Regions from separate parts of the Mus musculus genome. Here regions 1, 2, 3, 4, 5 and 7 are each linked to region 6. A link is a contact called in public Hi-C and promoter capture Hi-C data. All regions are on one chromosome and are shown on one strand. The core of a region is the stretch at or near the end of the contact, and the rest is flanking DNA. Distances in the headings are between cores, read along the strand shown. Region 1 holds the start of Pfkl (phosphofructokinase, liver, B-type). Region 2 holds the start of Tle2 (transducin-like enhancer of split 2). Region 3 holds the start of Dohh (deoxyhypusine hydroxylase/monooxygenase). Region 4 holds the start of Ncln (nicalin). Region 5 holds the start of Sirt6 (sirtuin 6). Region 6 holds the start of Rnf126 (ring finger protein 126). Region 7 holds the start of Tle6 (transducin-like enhancer of split 6).

Evidence for each region. Promoter capture Hi-C pulls out the DNA fragments that hold promoters and counts their contacts. Hi-C and Micro-C count contacts between places; a contact is called where the count stands out from the background.
Region 1: a contact with region 6 is called in a promoter capture Hi-C map of hippocampal neurons, with 8 times the contacts expected there. The contact joins the promoter of Pfkl here to the promoter of Rnf126 in region 6. A contact is called at or near these places in 4 of 39 promoter capture datasets (cranial neural crest, embryonic stem cells, hippocampal neurons and 1 more) and 1 of 115 datasets of contacts at active chromatin or transcription factors (embryonic stem cells).
Region 2: a contact with region 6 is called in a promoter capture Hi-C map of liver, with 9 times the contacts expected there. The contact joins the promoter of Tle2 here to the promoter of Rnf126 in region 6. A contact is called at or near these places in 4 of 39 promoter capture datasets (hippocampal neurons, liver and pre-B cells), 1 of 484 Hi-C or Micro-C datasets (cerebral cortex) and 1 of 9 other capture datasets (pancreatic islet).
Region 3: a promoter capture Hi-C map of hippocampal neurons shows a contact between it and region 6, with 6 times the contacts expected there. The contact joins the promoter of Dohh here to the promoter of Rnf126 in region 6. A contact is called at or near these places in 3 of 39 promoter capture datasets (hippocampal neurons, liver and pre-B cells), 2 of 484 Hi-C or Micro-C datasets (B cells and CD4 T cells), 2 of 115 datasets of contacts at active chromatin or transcription factors (astrocytes and embryonic stem cells) and 2 of 9 other capture datasets (adipose tissue and liver).
Region 4: a Hi-C map of muscle stem cells shows a contact between it and region 6, with 4 times the contacts expected there. The contact joins the promoter of Ncln here to the promoter of Rnf126 in region 6. A contact is called at or near these places in 2 of 39 promoter capture datasets (hippocampal neurons and liver), 1 of 484 Hi-C or Micro-C datasets (muscle stem cells) and 1 of 115 datasets of contacts at active chromatin or transcription factors (astrocytes).
Region 5: a promoter capture Hi-C map of liver shows a contact between it and region 6, with 7 times the contacts expected there. The contact joins the promoter of Sirt6 here to the promoter of Rnf126 in region 6. A contact is called at or near these places in 3 of 39 promoter capture datasets (the 3T3-L1 cell line, hippocampal neurons and liver) and 1 of 115 datasets of contacts at active chromatin or transcription factors (astrocytes).
Region 7: a promoter capture Hi-C map of liver shows a contact between it and region 6, with 4 times the contacts expected there. The contact joins the promoter of Tle6 here to the promoter of Rnf126 in region 6. A contact is called at or near these places in 4 of 39 promoter capture datasets (cranial neural crest, hippocampal neurons and liver), 1 of 484 Hi-C or Micro-C datasets (uterus) and 3 of 115 datasets of contacts at active chromatin or transcription factors (astrocytes, kidney and pancreatic cancer cells).

Annotation. Positions count from the first base shown.
Region 1 is chr10:78,008,525-78,011,224 of GRCm38.p6, reverse strand. It overlaps Pfkl (phosphofructokinase, liver, B-type), which reads left to right and starts at 1,418. Exons shown (of 22, transcript NM_008826.5): 1 at 1,418-1,626. The coding sequence starts at 1,542.
Region 2 is chr10:81,573,866-81,576,565 of GRCm38.p6, reverse strand. Tle2 (transducin-like enhancer of split 2) reads right to left here and starts at 1,279. Exons shown (of 21, transcript NM_019725.2): 1 at 875-1,279; 2 at 664-761; 3 at 267-330; 4 at 1-37. The coding sequence starts at 898.
Region 3 is chr10:81,383,173-81,385,872 of GRCm38.p6, reverse strand. Dohh (deoxyhypusine hydroxylase/monooxygenase) reads right to left here and starts at 1,439. Exons shown (of 5, transcript NM_133964.3): 1 at 1,295-1,439; 2 at 1-154. The coding sequence starts at 99. Gm48551 (predicted gene, 48551) reads right to left here and starts at 1,439. Exons shown (of 6, transcript NR_168929.1): 1 at 1,295-1,439; 2 at 1-154.
Region 4 is chr10:81,495,043-81,497,742 of GRCm38.p6, reverse strand. Ncln (nicalin) reads left to right here and starts at 1,380. Exons shown (of 14, transcript NM_134009.3): 1 at 1,380-1,663. The coding sequence starts at 1,480.
Region 5 is chr10:81,626,242-81,628,941 of GRCm38.p6, reverse strand. Sirt6 (sirtuin 6) reads left to right here and starts at 1,376. Exons shown (of 8, transcript NM_181586.4): 1 at 1,376-1,470; 2 at 2,325-2,452. The coding sequence starts at 1,405. It also overlaps a transcript of Ankrd24 not described here.
Region 6 is chr10:79,765,528-79,768,227 of GRCm38.p6, reverse strand. Rnf126 (ring finger protein 126) reads left to right here and starts at 1,276. Exons shown (of 9, transcript NM_144528.3): 1 at 1,276-1,475. The coding sequence starts at 1,401.
Region 7 is chr10:81,599,460-81,602,159 of GRCm38.p6, reverse strand. It overlaps Tle6 (transducin-like enhancer of split 6), which reads left to right and starts at 1,260. Exons shown (of 14, transcript NM_053254.2): 1 at 1,260-1,362; 2 at 2,045-2,125. The coding sequence starts at 2,081.

The sequences.
Region 1 (2,700 bases), core at 169-2,668, 1.8 Mb after region 6:
CCTGTATGTATGCCTACAGACCCGAAGAGGGCACCAGATCCCATTACAGATGATTGTGAGCTACCATGTGGTTGTCAGGACTAGAACTCAGGACTTCTGGAAAAGCAGCCAGTGCTCTTAACCTCTGAGCCATATCTCCAGCCAAAACACCTCCCCACTCCCCACCAACAAAAGCCCTGTTATGTTCTTAGAATTTGAGTTAAACGGACCGCCCCTTCCTTCTTTCCTTTATTCCTTTTATCCCTGTTCTTGGTTTCTTTGTATAGCCTTGGCTGTCCTGAAATTTGCTCTATCGACCAAACTGACCTTCAAAGATCTGCCTGTCTCTGCTTCCTGAATGCTGGGATTAAAAGCGTGTGTCACCACTGCCAGACAATAAAAATAGCTCTTAAAGAATTTAGCAAAACCAGGCAAAAATCAACAAACTGTCAGGGTCAGATGGGGTACCCTCATCTCTGCAGGACAGCCCTACCATGGCAGCCCAGATCCAGCGCTCTGGACTGTGGGTAGCTTTCCTTGAGAGTCCTGGATCTGACCATTGCTCCACCAGCTTCGAATCCCTCTAACCAATCCTGAGGGGCTGGTTCCCCACTTTGTGCTCAGGCAAAGGCCACTCGCCTGAACCAGGAGCTGTGAGAGTTGAGAGAAGCGGCAGGTTTAGCAAATCACCCTGAAGTAAAAATGCTACGCTAAGTGTTTCTCTTTCCAAATCCCCAACTACATTCAGCAGTCGCGATGGGACGAATCGTGGCTATCGTCTCAGATACAACTGCAGCTTTCCTATGTTTTCTTTTGCTCTCTTTCTCCCTTTCTCCCTTTCTTTCTTTCTCTTTTTCTTTCTCTCTTTCTTTCTTTCTTTCTTTCTTTCTCTCTCTCTTTCCTTCTTTCTTTCTTTCTTTCTTTCTTTCTTTCTTTCTTTCTTTCTTTCTTTCTTTCTCCTTTTTTTGTTTGTTTGGCTTTTTTCCTTTTCCTTTTTTTTTTTAACTTCGGCTCGAAGGAGACTGTTGCAAGCCTAAATCAACTCAAGGAGCGGCTTAGGAATTCTCACCCAAGCCACACCTGCATCCCCGGATGCTGGCCAAGTGGGATTTAAAATGCCCGTGAGACTTGGCTACAGGTTTCCTTTAACAGCGCCTGGACAGATGTAAAATCAGCTTGCTGTAGCATGAACTCCACTTGCCCAGAAACTTCAGTCAGGCTCAGGTTGTGAACTTCATTTGGTGAGGACGTTGATCCTAGCTGCTGGGTACCTGGGGAGTTCGGTGGCGGGCCTGGGGAACCAGGGTTCCGGAACCGCTGCGCAGACATTTGTAGACTGGCGTGCGCTCCGCCTTTCTTAGCGCAGCTACCTTCTCCAGCAGCCACTAGAGGGGCGACCAGGTCCCCGAGCCTGTCAGTCAAACGTTATACTGGGGGCGGAGCCGGGGCGGGGCGGGACAAACCGGGTACACAGGCAGGCGCACGGGGCGGGGACAGGCGACAGCGGCGCGGAACGCAGAGCGGCGGGAGAGGAGCTTGGGCTCCTGGTCTCCGCTGCCGCCATGGCTACCGTGGACCTGGAGAAACTGCGGATGTCGGGGGCTGGCAAGGCCATTGGAGTGCTGACCAGCGGCGGTGATGCGCAAGGTGATGGGACGCGGGGGCGTGTTTAGGGATGGATCTGGGGTTTCTGCCTGTCCTCGGAACCCTTCGGGCTTGTCCACTGCCCCTCGCCTAGGGATCTGGGGTGTACTTGGCCAGCCAATCTCCTGTGGAGCACCGTGGCTTCAGGTCCCTGTCCCCAAGCTCCGCCCCGGGTAGCTGGCGTACGTGCTGCAGGCCACGGGCCTTGGCACGCCCCGCCCTCGCGCTGCCTAGGTCCGCCCGGTTTGGGGGTGTGTCCGCGCAGCACGCAGACTTAGGGCACCGGGCTATTCCTTTCTAGGCCACACGTGTCAGGACCTCTAAGAGAAGCACAGCCGGCCAAGTTTCACAGGCCGGAATTTGAAAGGATCAGGGACCCTGTACCCTCCCCCGTGCAGCCTGTGATTCCTACCTTCTCTGTACTGGGATGGGGTGAGACTGAGGCAGGCTTGCCCACACGCCTTTGCCTGGGCTGCTTCCTGTCCCTTGGATGGAGACTTAAGTGGAGAACAGAGGGCGTGGAGCGGGGGTATTTTTTTACCGGTGTAACAGGGCAAGCACCACAGGGCTAATAGTTGAGGGTGCACAGCCTCTTCTCGGCCTGGTAAGGCTAGGGAAAAGTCTGGGCTTGGGAGGATCTGCCCTCTTCTCAGCCCCTCTCTTGGTGGCCTGGTTCCAGGCTGACTGCTGATGTGCGAAGTCTGTGGCTCTAGTTGGGTCCGGCTGAAAAGAAATACTACCCAGTTGGGGGCTGAGGAAGACACGTGGAGCTTCAAGGGGCTTGGCTTCCCTGAGCACTGCAGTTGAGCTTCGCCATTTCCTTCCAAACATTTCAGGAAATACAGACACACATGCTCCTAAGCGGGGTTCCTGACTGCCCAGCCCTTACCTAAGAGATCGGTAGGAACAACACAGGATAGATACATCTTACAAGCATGATTGCAAGTCCAGGAAGGCAGGAAAAAATGTCACTCTGACTCCCATAATGCTGGAAATCTCAAATCTCTGTTGGGTCCCCTGGGCCTGGTCTAGGCTGGCAGTCAGCATACCCTTTTTCAGGGCTGTTTCAGCTTGTAC
Region 2 (2,700 bases), core at 30-2,529, 1.8 Mb before region 6:
AGCTGGTGCCACCCTGGGGACACTGATGGGGTGCAGCCTCGAGGGGGTGGTACGAGTATCAGGGCAAGACACAAACACCCTGAGCCCCATGGAGACCCAGACAGGGAACCCACAAGATGGATCACGGATGGGCTCAGAGAGATAGGACAATCAGGTAGTCCCCCAAATTGGAGGGGGGGGGAGACCCACAGAACAGTGCCTGGTATCCCAGCCTGCCCTTTTTAGGGAGAACACGGAAGTGGGCAGAATGGGCAGGTACTCCTTACCATCACATAATGCCTTTGCATTTCTGTCTTCTCGCTGGCCAGCTTCTCACATTCTAGCTTGAGGCTGGGCAGGAAGAATAGACAAAAATGGGGGTTGACTTGCCACACCCCACATGGGTCAGTTTCCACAGTGACAGGCAGAAGCTGCTGGCTCCCCATTCCTTTAGAAACTGTTCCCAGTCCTCTCGAGCCCAGATCTACTCCTGGGACCAAAACATTCTCAGGGAAGGCTTTCCCTGAATCCATTCATCTCACACTCTTCTGGGCACCACCTCCACCAGAAAGCCCTCCAGTAGGCCCAATGAGCCCCGCCCCTTGCCCTAGAAACCACGCCCCTCCAAGAGTCCCCGCTCACCCCCATGGGGCTTCCCAGGGCCCAGAACTAGGGCTCCCTCACCTGTGGTACTGAGCTTGAAGAAACTGGAATTCCTCTTTGATCCGGTCACAGATTTCCAGTACTGAGAACTTGAAAGGCTGGCCAGACTGCAGCGGGGTCTGAGGGGGAGAGTGGGAAAGGACACTAGGGTGAGTTCCAGGGCAACAGCAGGCAGGAGTCCCCTCCCTGGTCCCCACCTCCTGCAGCCAGAGATGGGAGTCTCCGTACTCACCGGGTGCCTTCCCTGAGGGTACATCCTGCTGATGGATGGGTGAGAGAATGGACCCCCCCAGCTTCTTGGAGGCTTGAGGATGTGGCAAAGGGACGCTGAGGTGCAGAGGTGGCGCTGGGGAGAGAATTGGGTGCGGGGAGGAGCAGGCAGTAGAATTTGGGGTGCTAAGCTAGAGCTGGGGTGCAAGGAGACTGAGCCTGGAAAAGCTAGGAGAGAAGCCGGAGCTGGGGGAGGGATTTTTACGCAAAGAAAGAGCAGCCAGGGAGAGCCTGTCGGGGCAGGGGACCAGGACCCCGCGCTGCGCCCCCCCTCCAGCCAGCGCGTCCGGGGTTGTACAACCCAGGGGCAGCTGCAGTCAGCGCCGCAGGTCTGTGGCCGCCGCCCGGGGTCGGCGCTGGTGGCCTCAGTGGCTGCGGAGCCGCCTCCCTCCGCGGGGCTCGGCTGGGAGCCGCGGGCGGGACCCGCCTTAAGGTGGCACCGCCGCCCCCGCCTGCTCTGCTTCTTCGGTTCCAAGACCCGCTGGGGAAACTGAGGCTTGGGTTCGATCCTAGTGTTCCCGCCCCACCCCCACTCAAAAAAAAAAAAAAAACCGGGGGGAGAGAAATTAGGCAAAAAAAAAAAAAAAATCTCTGTGCGCGCGCCTCTGGAGCCGTGGGGGCTGCAAGTGGCTTCTCTGGGACAGCGACACTATGCCCTTATGAAGGATAAACATCCCCAAGATCGAAAGAGAGAGAGATACACACCTGTCCCAGGAAGAGCAGACCCAGGCTATGCTTGTCAACCAATGCTGCCCCACTCTGGAGAGATCCAGGACAGAGCCCAGGGCAGCTTGGTCAGGCTCAGAGCCCACTACAGACTTGCATGCTAGTGCCACCACCAGCCAACTGGGTGGCCTCCTCTATCCAGATTGGGCTCCTAAAGGACCAGACTCTTTAAACTTAGTGCATAGAACTCTTGTGTATCTTGAACCGGAACACTAGAAAATCTTCTGCAGGGGCTTCACCACTGACCCCGCCCCCAGACCTTCACTGGGAGATTCTAGGCAGCAGCTCTACCTCTGACCACACCCCCAGCCCTTCACCGAGGGATTCTAGGCAGAAGTCACCCATGACCACGCCCCCAGCCCCTCACTAGGGATTAGAGACTCCACTCTTGACCACGCCCCCAGCCCCCTTTTACTTTTGGAGGCAAGGCCTTGCTAAGTTGCCCCTGCAAAGCTTGAGCTTGGAATTCTCAGTCCCTGTAGTAGCTGGGACAACAGGCCTCTGTGTGCCATCAGGCCACCTCCTACATCCCATCAAGTTTAAGGGTGTCCCCCAGAGCTGAGAAGCCACCTGTCACCATGGAAACCCCCTTCCCCCCAGGAATCATCCTTTGTTTCCAACTCTGGCAGGACTAGACCTCAGAAGAGGAAGGAGGGGACCCACACCTTCAATCCCAGCACTTGAAATGCAGAGGCAGGCAGATCTCTCTGAGTTTCAGGACAGCTTGGTCTACTGTGGTGGTTTGACCATGCTTGGCCCAGGGAGTAGCACTATTTGGAGGTGTGGCCTTGTTGGAGTAGGTGTAGTCTTGTTGGAGGAAGTATGCCACTCTGGGAGTGGGCTTTGAAGCTCTGCCAAGTGCCTTAGTCAGACTTCTTCTAGGGGCCTTCAGAAGAAGACACAGAACTCTCTGCTCCTCCTGTACCATGCCTGCCTGGAGGCCTTCATGCACCTGTCTCGATGATTATGGACTGACCCTCTGACTCTGTAAGCCAGCCCCAATTGCCTTGGTCATGGTGTCTGTTTACAGCAGTAAAATCTTAACTAAGATATCTACAGAGC
Region 3 (2,700 bases), core at 190-2,689, 1.6 Mb before region 6:
CCCCCGAAGTGTAAACAGGGCCCGGAAGCGGGCCTGCAGGGGCTGCTTGGGGTCCACCAAGGTCTTCCCTATGGCCTCTATCTCTTGCTCCGTTACCATGGCAACGGCCTCCCCAGCACGTGATCTGCAAGGCCGGATTCTAGGCAGTAGAAACCTACGGTAGAAAAAGGAGAAGGGGAAATCTCAAGCTAGGGCACACACCTGCATATCTGCCATTCCAGCCCCGGGATGCTGAGGCAGGAGGACCCCTGAGCTCCAGGCCACAGAACTTTCTCCACATCCATCCAAGTGCTGGGATTAAAGGCATGCGCCACCACCACCTGGCCAGACTTTTTCAGGATAGCTTAGATGAGGGATCTAGAAACTGTCAGTTGCAAAATGGATCTCACCCCTGCCTCCCACACCACCTTACTGGAGGTTCTCATGTAGCCCTGTGGGATACACTTTATCCGTCCCCTCCTCCCTCCGGACTTCTCCCTGCTCCTGCCTTTGCACAACTTGTACCCTCTGCATGGCCCCATAGATGCAGGACAACACTCCCACACAGGTGTTTTCTTTCACGGATGAATTAACACGGAAACAGACATCGTCCAGTATAAGAGGACCGGCCCCTGTCAGCCATTAGACATACAGCAGATGCATACATAACAAACTGGACTAGCAGGCTGTGGCAAGCTGGAAGGCCTTCTGGGCTCTGATGTCACCCAGCGTCCCCGAGTTTAATGAGGCAGGTATGGCTGCCTCACCAGTGATGCCCATCAGCCTACAGTCACACCTTGAAAATGGAATTCATCAACACACATGAAGCAGGTCTACGGGAGCTGGCAGCAGCTGTGTGGCAGTGAGACCCACATCCCGATTTACCCCGAGCAACAACAGGGGAGACCAAGGATCTCGTGGGTCCAAGAGTGCCCATTCGAGGTATGGGGCCTCCCGCTTAATTCAAAAAGGCTCCAGGCTGGGCAGAGGCTGAAGCAGGAAGATAACCGGTCCCAGGAGATCCTGTTTCCAAATACTTAAGCTGAGAGGTCAAGCGCGGGCCGGCCTGCACGTGAGCCCCGCATAGGCGGCCAACCTGTCAGCTAAGCACGGGGTAGGAGGAGGCCATTCGTAGCCACACAGTGGGTTGGAGGCTAGCCTGGGCTACATGATATCCTGTGTGACGTCAAATACTGAAGGAAAAGGGTCCAATTCCCCGTAGGACCCCCTCAAGGGAAATCCCAGCGCTCCCGGGAGCAGCGAGTACCTCAAAGCGGAAGTCCCCCGAAGGGGGGGCACTTCTGGCACTGCTCACCGTGTTTTCGTCTACAGGGACTCGTCAATAAGCTCCGTATACTCGGGACAGATGGAGAGAGTCGCTGCGACAGCTCCAAGAACAGGTCCGCGGACGCATCTCGCGCGACGTCCTCTGGACGCCGCCATCTTGATGGCCACGTGACCATGCTGGGCGGAACCATCGTCGCGACTAGGGGTGACCACACCCGGAACGATGCGGCAGCGACGCCCCAGGACTGTCCTAAGAGCCGGAGAAGCAACTTCCGGTCTTCCTCCGGAAGAAGAGTTTCCGACCGTCTCTCCCATAGAGAAAAGAAAATGGTTTGATCCCATTCACAGCACAACCGGGCCGGCCGTGCATAGCGCATGCGCAGTGTATAGTGGGCGTGGCTATGTTCTACAGGGCGCGGCCAATGGTCTCTGGGACCAAAACAGAGGAAAAGAAATGGGAGATAAAATAGGCGTTACGAGCAATCTCAGCAGTGAGGGCACTTGCAGTCAATTTGAGAATGAGTTCGATTCTGGGGATCAACAGGATATACGGCAGTGACATGACCATAAAGTCGAAGTTTAAATTTTTAAATATGCCGGGCGTTGGTGGCGCACGCCTTTAATCCCAGCACTCAGGAGGCAGAGGCAGGTGGATTTCTGAGTTCGAGGCCAGCCTGGTCTACAGAGTGAGTTCCAGGACAGCCAGGGCTACACAGAGAAACCCTGTCTCGGGGAGAAAAAAAAAAAAAAAGCCGGGCGTGGTGGCGCACACCTTTAATCCCAGCACTCGGGAGGCAGAGGCAGGCGGATTTTTGAGTTCAAGGCCAGCCTGGTCTACAAAGTGAGCTCCAGGACAGCCAGGACTATACAGAGAAACCCTGTCTCGAAAAAACAAAACAAATGTATATATGTGTGTGTGTGTAAATGTCATGAAGTTCATTACTTTTTTGGTTTAAAGATTTATTTATTTATTTTTAAAGATGTACTTATAATATATAAGTACACCGGTTGTGAGTCACCATGTGGTTGCTGGGAATTGAACTCAGAACCTCTGGAAGAGCAGTCGGTACTCTTAACCACTGATCTCTCCAGCCTCCTCATTACTTTTTTTTTTTTTTTTTTTTTTGAGACAGGGTTTCTCTGTATAGCCCTGGCTGTCCTGCAACTCACTTTGTAGACCAGGCTGGCCTCAAACTCAGAAATCCGCCTGCCTCTGCCTCTCGAGTGCTGGGATTAAAGGCCTGTGCCACCACGCCTGGCTTCCTCATTACTTTTTTAATGATTTATGTACATTGGTGTTTTGCCTGGATGTGTGTCTATGTTAGGGCGACAGATCCTCTGGAACTGGAGTCAGAGTTGTGAGTCACCATGTGGGTGCTGAGAACTGAACCTGGGTCCTCCGGAAGAGCAGTCAGTACACTCAACCACCAAGCA
Region 4 (2,700 bases), core at 131-2,630, 1.7 Mb before region 6:
CCGTTTCTCAGTGTATTGTAACCGAGGCGCGCTGGCAGTGACTCTAGGATGGTAGGGATTGTCACAGTTATAGATGGCAGAAGTTCACGCTGTTGGACACACATCATCTGTTTTCTTTTCTACACTTTCAGTTCTGATTGTCTGTGGCCTCGGTATACAGTTGGCAGTTATCACTCACCCGGGGGAAAGGACCACAAGTTTGAGTCTTAGAATCTGTTTTCTTACCTAAGGCAAATGGTCTTCAGAGAAGGCACCATCCCCAAGTTCTCCACAGGCTTCGAAAGCCAGCACTCACCAGTCGCGAATCTTACTCAAAGTCAGTTCATGCCAGTTTGCATATCAAATTCCCACCTGTGGCTGCCAGTGGGTGGGTGGCAGTGTCTGGTCTTTTATTTCTTATTTATTGTATTTCTAGAGGTGTGAGTGACATATAATTTTAATTCACATCTTAACTTACCCCAAGACACAGGGACTAGTCAAATCCATTGAAGTTGCAATAGGGCAAACCAAAAATGTTAGGTTAAATATGTCCCAAGTATGAACAGGGATACTAAAGACCTCCCATCGTCACACTAGTCTCATTTTAGCTATCTTGATCTCCCCACTGCCATTAAAGTCCGCGCCAATTCTTGCCTTCCTACCTTACCACCTGCCCCGAATATTATTTTTTTAACCAGCTTTTCACTCATTCACTTAAATCCTGTAGAACACCTGTAGTCAGAGTGTCTTGTGATCAGAGAGCTAGCACCTTCAAGACAAAGGCCTCACCTCTCTCTCTTTCTCTTTTATTTTATTTTATTTTATTTTCTCGCATTCTAATCCCCTCTCCTTTCAAAGACTAAAAGAACGACTCTAGTTCCCATATTCCTTTGTGCTTGCCCGATAGGACTACAATTCCCAGAGAAACAAGGCACCAGGCGGGCACTTTCTCTTTCCTTTCCTACATCTTTCCGGGTCGAACGGTCACGTCCTGCACTTTAGGTTTTGGATTGTCCTTTCATTAACGACTCCAAACATGGGGCTTAAACAAGATTTACTGGGAATGGTTTTTAATAGCTTTGTAAGTCATCTGTGTTTTGCGGCTTGGATGAGTTCAGTAGCAGTAGATTGTCCACCATAGCTTCTAGGAGCGGCACAGTGGGACTACAACTTCCAGGGGGCTCCGCGCATAAGGACTGTCACAGCTTCCGAGAGGCCCTAGTGCGAGTCTAAGTGTGCCTACAACTCCCAGGGTTCCACAGCGCGCGGAGCCGTTTAAAACGAGGCTCGCTCACAAGAAAGACTACATTTCCCAGAAGGCGGCGCGGCAGACAGGGCCGTCCGCAGTGCTGCCCGAAGGACCCTAGGGCAGGCGCGGGCTGTTCGTGGCTCTCCCCGAAGGACCTCAGCAGCCGCCCATGCCGAGCTGAGTCCGCCGAGCCTCGGCCGCTTCCCGTCGCCCTCCGTCGCTGCCGCCTTTGCGGCCTGCCGCCCGCCGGGATGTTGGAGGAAGCGGGCGAGGTGCTCGAGAACGTGCTGAAGGCGTCGTGCCTGCCACTCGGCTTTATCGTCTTCTTGCCCGCCGTGTTGCTGCTCGTGGCGCCGCCGCTGCCCGCCGCCGACGCCGCGCACGAGTTCACCGTGTACCGCATGCAGCAGTACGACCTGCAGGGCCAGCCATACGGTGCGCGACCCCTGACCTCTTCTCTTGACGCCGCCGTCCCCCTTACTGCCACACTAGTCCCCCAGTCACTGCGATCCTCCCACTGTCAGGCAGAGGAACTCCGACTGCTATCCCGGTCTCCCCATTGACTTACTGTTCCTGGCAGCTCTGTTCCCTCAGTTCCCCTGCTGTTTCACTGACTCCTGTCACCCCATCCCATCATCGCCACCCTGATTCCTATCTCTCCTCGATCCCATGTCACCCTGATCCCTCTCTGTCAGCGGTTGCCTCAGACCACTCTCAGGCCGGCGTCAGCCCCCGGGCCTGGTGTCCTGGGGTTTCCTGGGGCCTTGGTTCCCACAGTACCATACTTTCACCCCTTTGCTCTGCTCCCCACTCCTCGCCAGGGTTCCCCAGGATCTCTGTCCCCATGCCTAGGTTTGGGGCCTCTCAGAGCTTCCCGCACCCTGCTCTTTGGTTTGCCTCTCAGCCTTGATACTGTCTTTGCCTGAATGCCAAGGCCGGGCCCCCATTTTTGAGCGGGTGTGGCAGCCTGGTGTGTGCACCCAAGCCTATGTGGCCCCTATACCCAGAATTGCATTAATTTCTCTTTAAAACTGTGTTGCCATGGCAGGGGTCATGTTGCTGCCCCAGCTCGGGGAGCTCTAAGGGGTCGAGGCCAGGTGGCTGCCCAGCACCTTGCAGGACCCAGAACAGTGGCCCCAGAACAGTGCCCTGGCATGTAGAGCACCCTGGGGTGGGGGACCTTACCCTAGGCCAAGGAGTAGGTGGCCAGGTGTCCCAATGTCGTAAGCATTTGCTTGCAGATCCTTGTGGCCTGGTATCTTCGGAAGGGCCACCTGCTAAACTGCCACTGTGGGGTGTCACTGATGGCGGGGGAACCGTGGACACCACTAAGCTGTGAAGCATAGCTTCTGAGCTCCCACAGTTGTTCCAGAGCATTCCGCGATCTGGAGGGCAGTTCCTAGACCATGCATTTCCATGTCTGGGTCTCACATGCACAGAATCTTGGGTGGGCCGGTCTGTGAATAAGCTCA
Region 5 (2,700 bases), core at 127-2,626, 1.9 Mb before region 6:
TTCACCCCACACCTACCACCAAGGGTGGGTGACAAAACACCCAAAAGAGTTGTCCACATGCTACCAGTCTGAAGGAAATCGCCACGGCAAGGTGGCAGGGAAGGCCTGTGGATTTAAGGGTTTGCCTTCTGAAGAGGTGACACAGCACAGGTGACGCTGCGCACTGGGCCTGGGCCTTGGCTCCCGCGTGGGATGTGTGCACCTGTCACAAGTGTGCAGATGCGTGTGTTCATACTGTTGCAGGTAGCACCCCTCACCAGCACCCAGACTTCCCTGGCCTCCCTCACCCACATCCCCCTACCTCAGGCGACTCCAGACCGGAACCCAGCGTCCAAGCAGCCTCTCTGGTTACCCGCTCCAGCTGCGAGCCACCAGCAGCAGAGTAGAGGTGACACCCGATCAGGTTGGGGTGGGGGAGCGGGGGACGGATGAGCCAAGGGAGGAGACAAGCTGCTGTTAGCCAGCTTGCTCAGATGGGCAGCCCCAAGGACGGCCTCTCCCACCTCCTTGTGTGCTCCTGCCTCCTCGAAGCCTTTCTTGGGGTCTCCACGGGGATCAGGAGGCTTCGGTTGTTATATGCTGCCATTGACCCATCACATGGCTCCTGTGTCTGTTGATTACCAACAGGCAGAATGGTCAGATAGTGCCTCCCATCTCTAGATGGCCACGGAAGCAGGGCTCTTCACCTCTCTCCTTGCATCTCTGGGCACCTCTGGGTAACACGTGGAACTCGCCCAGTTCTGTGGACCTAACCCTATGCTCTGTGATATTCCGGGAGGTGCACTCCAGAAACTAACCCAGGAAATGTTGGCAGGGGGCCCAGAGGTCTTTCCTCTGCCCAAGAACCCCAGTTTTCCATTCATTCTCTCCTGTAGCCAGAGTCAGGCAGACCCTGGATGACAGTCACAAAGGTTAGGGTATCATGTAGCCTAGCGTGGCTTCGAACTTTCTGTCCCCTCCTGCCAGTGCTATAAGCACTCCGGGCAGGGCTCTACACACTGAGAACTGTGGATTTTTGTTTTGCTTTGTTTGGTTTCATTTCTGGGTTTTGCTGATGTTGTCTCTTTTGAAACAGGGAGTTGGTCTGGGACTCGCAATCCCCCTGCCTCGACTCCTGTGAGTGGCCTCATCACTTTTCTGGCTCTGGTCGCGGATCCCAGGACTGGGGAATCCACTAAGTCAGAGAGGTAGTCTCGGCCAGCACTGAAGACTAAGCTTGCTGCATCAGGAGGGCGCATGCGCTCTGGAAAGAATGCTGTTTTTCACCTCCACGTACCCACCCCACCCTCAGGCACGTATCTAGGGAAGGCGGCTACTCTTTCCCGACCGTCCCTTCACCACTTCCGGCGGAAGCGGCCTCAACAAGGGAAACTTTATTGTTCCCGTGCGGCAGCGCCGGCGACGATGTCGGTGAATTATGCAGCAGGGTTGTCGCCTTACGCGGATAAGGGCAAGTGCGGGCTGCCCGAGGTGAGAGCTGCAGTGTTCGAGTCACCGAATGACCCCAGACGGGGAGCGGCCGGGCGAAGCGGGGCATTGTGGGAACAGCATGAAACATAGAGTCTAGACAATGGGAGGGACTTCCCTGGAAGGAGGGGGCGGGAAGTGACACCCACTGCTCAGGCTGGGTGACACGGAGGAACCTGGGTCAGGGAAGGAGTGAGGGGCTAATGGGAACGAGACCAAATCGTCAGGTCAGGGAGTGGACGTCTTAATTGTCAGGGAAAACCTGGAGCTGTGGGAAGATCTGCAGGGCCGGAAGCTGGCACCCTTTCCTGGGGGCATCCCTGTACCCCACTCTGTACTCCTCCCTGAATCTGGGCCAGATGGATCCTGAGTGTGGGGCTGTCAGTCTTTGTTGTTTCTGAAGGGGTGTAGTAGGGTGGAGGGTTCTCTCTTTGTAGCCCAGGCTGGCCCCGAACTCACAGGAATCTTCCTGCCTCTGCCTCCCGAGTACTGGTGTTAAAGGCCTGCGACACCATGCCCTGCCTGCCTCATGTTAACGGAGCCCCTAGACAAGTAGAGCTGCATCTTGATTTAGGGGAGAGAGGTGGGTTATCTAAAGTCCAGGATGGGGGATGACGTCAGTGGGGAGGTCACGTGGGCCACAACCAGACCAGGACAAAGGAGTGGCTGCCTGCAGGAACAGCACTCTGGGAAGAGGGCTCGGCATGTGCAAAGGCCCTGGGGTAGGACACAGCGATGTGTTAAGAGTGTGGCTGGAACTGAGGGATGTTGAGAAGGGGCAGACAGAGCATTGACCCACAGGAGGCCTGCCACTTGGGAGGTCACGTGTTGCCTCCTCCTGCCCTCTGACCCTACAGATCTTCGACCCACCAGAGGAGCTGGAACGCAAGGTGTGGGAGCTGGCCCGGCTAATGTGGCAGTCCTCCAGCGTGGTTTTCCACACGGGCGCCGGCATCAGCACCGCCTCTGGCATCCCCGACTTCAGGTCGGTGAACAATGAGGGGAAACTGAGGCAGGGCTCTTGCTGATACACCTCTAGGGACTAAGGTGAGGTGGCAGAAGGACCTTTCAGTTTTCCTATGTCTCTGAAAGGCCCAGCAAAAACTCCACTTGCCCAAGGATCAGAGCATGCCCACATAATGTAGTAGCTGCAAGGCATGCTGGGAAATGTATTCATGCAGCTCGGCCAGCCACTGGGTTTTCTAGGGTCAGAATGACTCAATGTTGTGGAGT
Region 6 (2,700 bases), core at 27-2,526:
GGTGCCTGCGGGCTAGAGGATCCTCCTTCTACCAGAGAATGCATCCCTTCTTCATCCTTATCTCGGGTGTTTGTGGAACACCTGATGTGTATCGTCCAGACATGATACTCCCTTCTGCCCGGCACTGTTTTTACAGATTATCAGGTGTACATAAGTGTATGTAGGAGGGCTGTAGAGACCGCGTGAAAAGGCAACATTGCAGCCGAGACTCCGGAGTTTGGGGGACCAAGCACTTGGAGGCACAGGCAGTGCAGTGCAAGCAAATATCCACAGGCAAGCTTGTCTGGAAGGCTAAATGAGGGGAAGGAAGCTGGGAAATGAGGGCTTGATGGTTCGAAGAAGAGGAGGAGTCTCTTAGGCCCCGTCCCTCACTTTTTTTTTTTTTTTTTTTTTAGGGATAGCCCTAACAACTTAAGCCATTGGCAAGGCAACCAAGTCCCGCCCCTCAAGGACTCCAACTTCGCGACTGTACTTGGCTTTCCGAGGCCTCTACATCCAATCCCGTATGCCGGAGAAACTCAGCCCTGTCGACTACATCCCCGCTCTGGAGATAGTCACCCGCCTTCAGGCTTGCCCATCCTCGTTGCCAAGGAGACGGCCCCCGCAAGCTTGGAGCTCCGCCTCCAGGCTCACGCCAAATTCCTAGGCGGATTCCAGGATTGGTCCCGTCGCTGTCTCGTCACCATGGAAACCCGGCCCCGCCCTGCGCAGGCTCAGCCTGCGGACCCTAAAGCTTTCCAGTTGCCTACAGGTTATAACCTACCCCAGGTTGCCAAAGAGACATCCCGGGCCCCCACGAAGGCCCCGCCCTTTGGTCGCGGAGGCTTCCCCGAGGCCCTGTCCCACGCAGGTTGCCAAAAAGTCTTCTCCCCCACGTAGCCCCGCCGCTCGCTGGCCCCCCATCTCTGACTTCTTCTGCTTCCATGTCTGACTTCACCTCCTAAAGTCATCGCCAAGGCGACCCGCCTTCGCGCTGTCCCTGGACTTCCGCACTCTTCAAGCGTGACTCCGCCCTTCCACCCCCAAGTGCCAAGCCCTCTAGACTCCGCCCACACCAGATAGGCCACGCCCCCAAGATGCTCTGCAGTCTTGACCCTCACCTCCGTCCCGGTTACTAAGGAGACTAGGCTCCGCCGCTTCGCCCCCAGGCTCCGCCCCACACACTGGACCCAGGTCTCTGGCTTCCGGAAATACTTATTTTGTCCTAGTGCGGCCACCGTTCTCCACGAGTCAGCCCCCCGCAGCGCGTTGCCCGCGTTTCTCCGCGAGCCCCACGCCTGCCGTGCGTGCCGTGCGTGCCATGCGTGAGCGTGCGCGGGCGCGTCGGCCGGCGAGGGAGCAGCAAACGGCCGGCGGCAGGCGCCGCGCGGGGGGCGGGCGGCGCGGAGGCGGCGGTGGCCATGGCCGAGGCGTCGCCGCAGCCCGGACGGTACTTCTGCCACTGCTGCTCGGTAGAGATCGTGCCGCGCCTGCCGGTGAGACCTGGGCGGGAGGGCCGTGGAGCTGTGCGCGCGAAGCTGGCTAGAGGGGAAATTGAGACCCGGCGGGGTGCGAGCAGCGTGGCGGGCAGGTCCAAGAACCTAGGGCGGCGGCGGGGTCGCCCGAGGGACGCAGGCTTGGTCGGACCCGGTGGGGCTCGGAAGCTGAGCTCCGCGCTGGGGACGGCCGCCGAGCGCGTGGCCAGGACGCGGGGGCGCGCGGCGCGGCCTCGAGCGCCGCCCCGGGCCTCGCTGCTGCGCCCAGAGGAGCTGCGAATCCGACGGCGGAGCTGGAGGGTCTGGGAAGGTCGTACCTGCACCTCCTTGCCTGTTACAGGCCTTGTGCTAAGGCTTCAGTGTGGCTTTGACCAGTTGCATCCCCCGGTCCCCACCTGGTTGTCCCCTGGCCTCCTGCTTCTTCCTCGTAGCTTTGGACATATCTATCCTGAGGACCCTGCTTGGGTGTCCTGCATCTTTTCCGGTTCAAGGTGGTTTTGTCCAGGTGCATGCCAGGGATCCTGCAAGTTTCTTGAGAGTGACTTTGACTAGGCTGGTATCCCCAGGCCTCCTCTCCCAGGACAGAACCTCCCACCTTCCAGGCATCCCTTGTTTCATACCCAGGTTTGAGGCTCGCTCCTGGAAAGGTGATCGCTCAGTACTTGCAACCTACCGTGGCCTTTCCAGGCCAAGCGTGGAGCCTGCTCCTGCCCTTCGAGGTGGAAGCCTGGGTGGGTCCTTGAAGAAGTAGTAGCTAGTTTGGTGTAAGCCAATCTACCATTGCGGAGAAGGTGGTGGAGTAATTAGCCAGAGTCTGTCAGGGTGACGACGGGGTGGGTGGTAAGAGGTGCTGTAGTTCCTTCTGGTCTCTGCACTCTCCCTCTGGATGGTGACACCATGACATTCTTCAGGGCGATTAACTCCAAGAATTCAGGTGGTGGCATACACCTTTTATTTCAGCACTTGGGAGGCAGAGGCAGGCCGATGTCTGAGTTTGAGGCCAACTGTTAGTTCCAGGACAGACAGGAACCCTGTCTAGGAAGGGGGGCAGCTTGGAGAGAGTGGTATGTGGGGTGCCAGGTGAACCTGGAACATAGGAATTGATTGTTATTTCTACTTGTGTTTCCTGTGCCTCAGCCTTGCCTCCCCAGATCTGCCTTGACGCCCCTGGACTGGGGACTATGCTGCCCCTTGGCACCATTGTGAGCTCTGGGAACTGTTTTCT
Region 7 (2,700 bases), core at 11-2,510, 1.8 Mb before region 6:
CTAGAAGATCAGCCAGTGCTCTTAACTGCTGAGCCATCTCTCCAGTCCCTTAAATACTTTTCAATGAAGGAAAAGTTGCTGTGACAGAGGCCTAATTGAGTTGCAATCACTTGTTCATGTGTGGTATGTGGGTGCAAGAGGACACTTCTTGGGAATTAGAACACATTCTCACCTTCTACTGTGTGGGTCGCAGGGATCAAACTCAAGCTGAGCAGCAATGGGCTTTACCCACTAAGCCCTCTCACAGCCCTTTCTGTTTTACACCTGCTTGTACTATGGAAACCAGGCTGGCCCCAAACTCACCGTCACTGCCCCTGCCTCCGAGTCCAAAGTGGTGACTGTGGTTTAATTTCACATCCCCCATCTGTGGCTGGAGTGGACGTAGGAGTGAGGCTAGGGAGGTCCAGAGAGTCCACTCTAACCCAGGCCATCCTCAGCTTACTCCAGGATCCTCCATCCAGGGCCAGGGATGGGGGCTGAGCCTTGCAGGGAGCTCAGGGTTCTGCTTCACTTCCTGTCCTTGAATATGGGGGTCTGGGCTTGTGTGGCTTTGTGCCCGATGTCTTTCCTTTCTCTCTCATTTGAGACAGTCTCCTGTACTCCAAGCTAACCTGGAATTTGCTATCTAACTCAGGACGACCTCGAACTCCTAACCCTCCTACTTTTACCTCCCCAGTGCTGGGATAATGAAGGTGTCTTCAAGTGGTGCTGGGGGTAGGGCCCAGGGCACATGCGGGCCAGCCAGGATGAATCCTGATTCTCCTGTTTCAGTAAGATTTAAAAGAAAAGTGTGTGTGGGGTGTGTGTGTGTGTGTACGTGCAAGAGTGAGTTGTGAGTTCGTGGTCCACCCTGTGGATCCCAGGGATCGAGTTCGGATCAAACGTCTAGGCCGCAATCACCTTCACCTGCTGATCCGTCTCGAATGCCCCAAATAATCAGACTTTTCACCAAACACTCTGAAATTCTCCCAGCTCCCGAATCGCCACACCTGGAACGCGAGGGTTAAGCCGAAGCAGGAACTCCGTGATTGACAGCACGGCCACAAACTGAGCAATGAGCATTCTGGCTCGCAGCCCACGTGGGCTCGCCGCCTTCTGATTGGTCAGGGCCTGCAGGGGCGGTTCGCTGAGTCCGGGGCCCACGTGCACCGTGGCCTGGGCCCTGATACACGCTTCCCTCGGTGGGTGCAGGGGGCGTGGTGTGTGGGTGTGGCCTAGTAGGGCGTGGCCTAGGCTGGAGGGGCGGGGTGAGAGGGGTCAAATGGCCCGGGGCCCAGCAGGAGGGGCTTCCTCCTGGCCTGACCCTGGCTGACCTCAGAGGCTTCCTCTGGGATCCCTGGGGCCTCCCTAACCTCAGAGGTGGTGCGTGAGGGCAGCCCGCTTCCTGCGGGCGGGTCGGGAGAAGAGGGAGCCCGAGGGAGGGGTGTGGACCCTCACAAAACCGACTTCAGCGGGGAGTTTACCTAGGTTGAGTGATTTGGGAGTGAACCAAGTGTCGTTTCTCTTGTCTCCTTTATTCTTTTTTGAAAAATGTTTTAAGTGTGTGCCTGAGCGTATATATTTGCACCACATGCAGGCTTAACTAGTACGCCTGGAAAACTTTTTTTGTTTTGGTTTGTTTTGGTTTTTTGGCTTATTGGTTCCTGGCTGTCCTGGAACTCACTTTGTAGACCAGGCTGGCCTCGAACTCAGAAATCTGCCTGCTTCTGCCTCCTAAATGCTGGGATTAAAGGCGTGTGCCCGGCCTGCCTGGCAAACGGTCCACGACTAGCCACATTTCTGGCTGATCCCGCTAGGGAGTTGGAGGTGCCTGGTTCTCTATTCTTGGTATCTGAAGAGATACTAATGAGGCCCTTAGCTGGGGGTGTGTGTCTGAAACCTTAGTAGTAGTAGTAAAGCCGGGTCTTGGGGAAAGGGAGCGCAGAAGACATGGGGATGGGGAAGGGGCTTCCTCCCCAGCTGGGTCCAGATGATGAAGAGGCTACGGGGATGGGGGTGGGAGTCGGCTTTTCTGCCTTCTAAAAACCTATACCTGTTCTTATAGGACTTAATCAGATTTGTGACCTCAAGAATCTTCTAGATGACTTCCCACAGACAGAGCAGTGACACCTTTGGTGGAATTTTGGTGAGAGAGAAATGGTGGTGAGGGGCACAGTTAGCTTCCTCTCTTCCTACTGTGTTTGGGGTTTTGGAGACTAGTTCTCTCTGCCCCCCCCACCCCCACCCCGCACCGGGAGCTCATGCAATCCTGCCTACCTAGCTAAGATGAAAGGCCTGCACCCCAGCCTGAGCCCCTCAGTGCCTGCACCTGTGACCCCTGACAGCGCAGGTGAAAACCCCCATAGACCAGACCGGGCCCACATTTTCCCAATGTCAATCAAGTGGTGATTATTAACACTAGGTGTTCACCTGGTGTGGTCAGGGCTGAGCCTCTCCTAGCAAGTGGCTCTTTAGTTCCATGTGTTAACACTATATTGGGATTAAAGATCGTTGCCCAGCTTTAATCCACACTTGGGAGGCTGAGGCAGGTGGATCTTTTAGTTCAAGGACAGCCAGCTCTAGGTAATTCCAGAACAATCGGCTACATAGACCCTTTGGGGGAGGAGTTATATCTCCTCCCTCCTCCTTTCCCCTTCTTTTCCTTCCTTGTTTCTCTAAAAGTTAAGGTAATATCAGAAGTCTGTGTACTAAATTGACTGT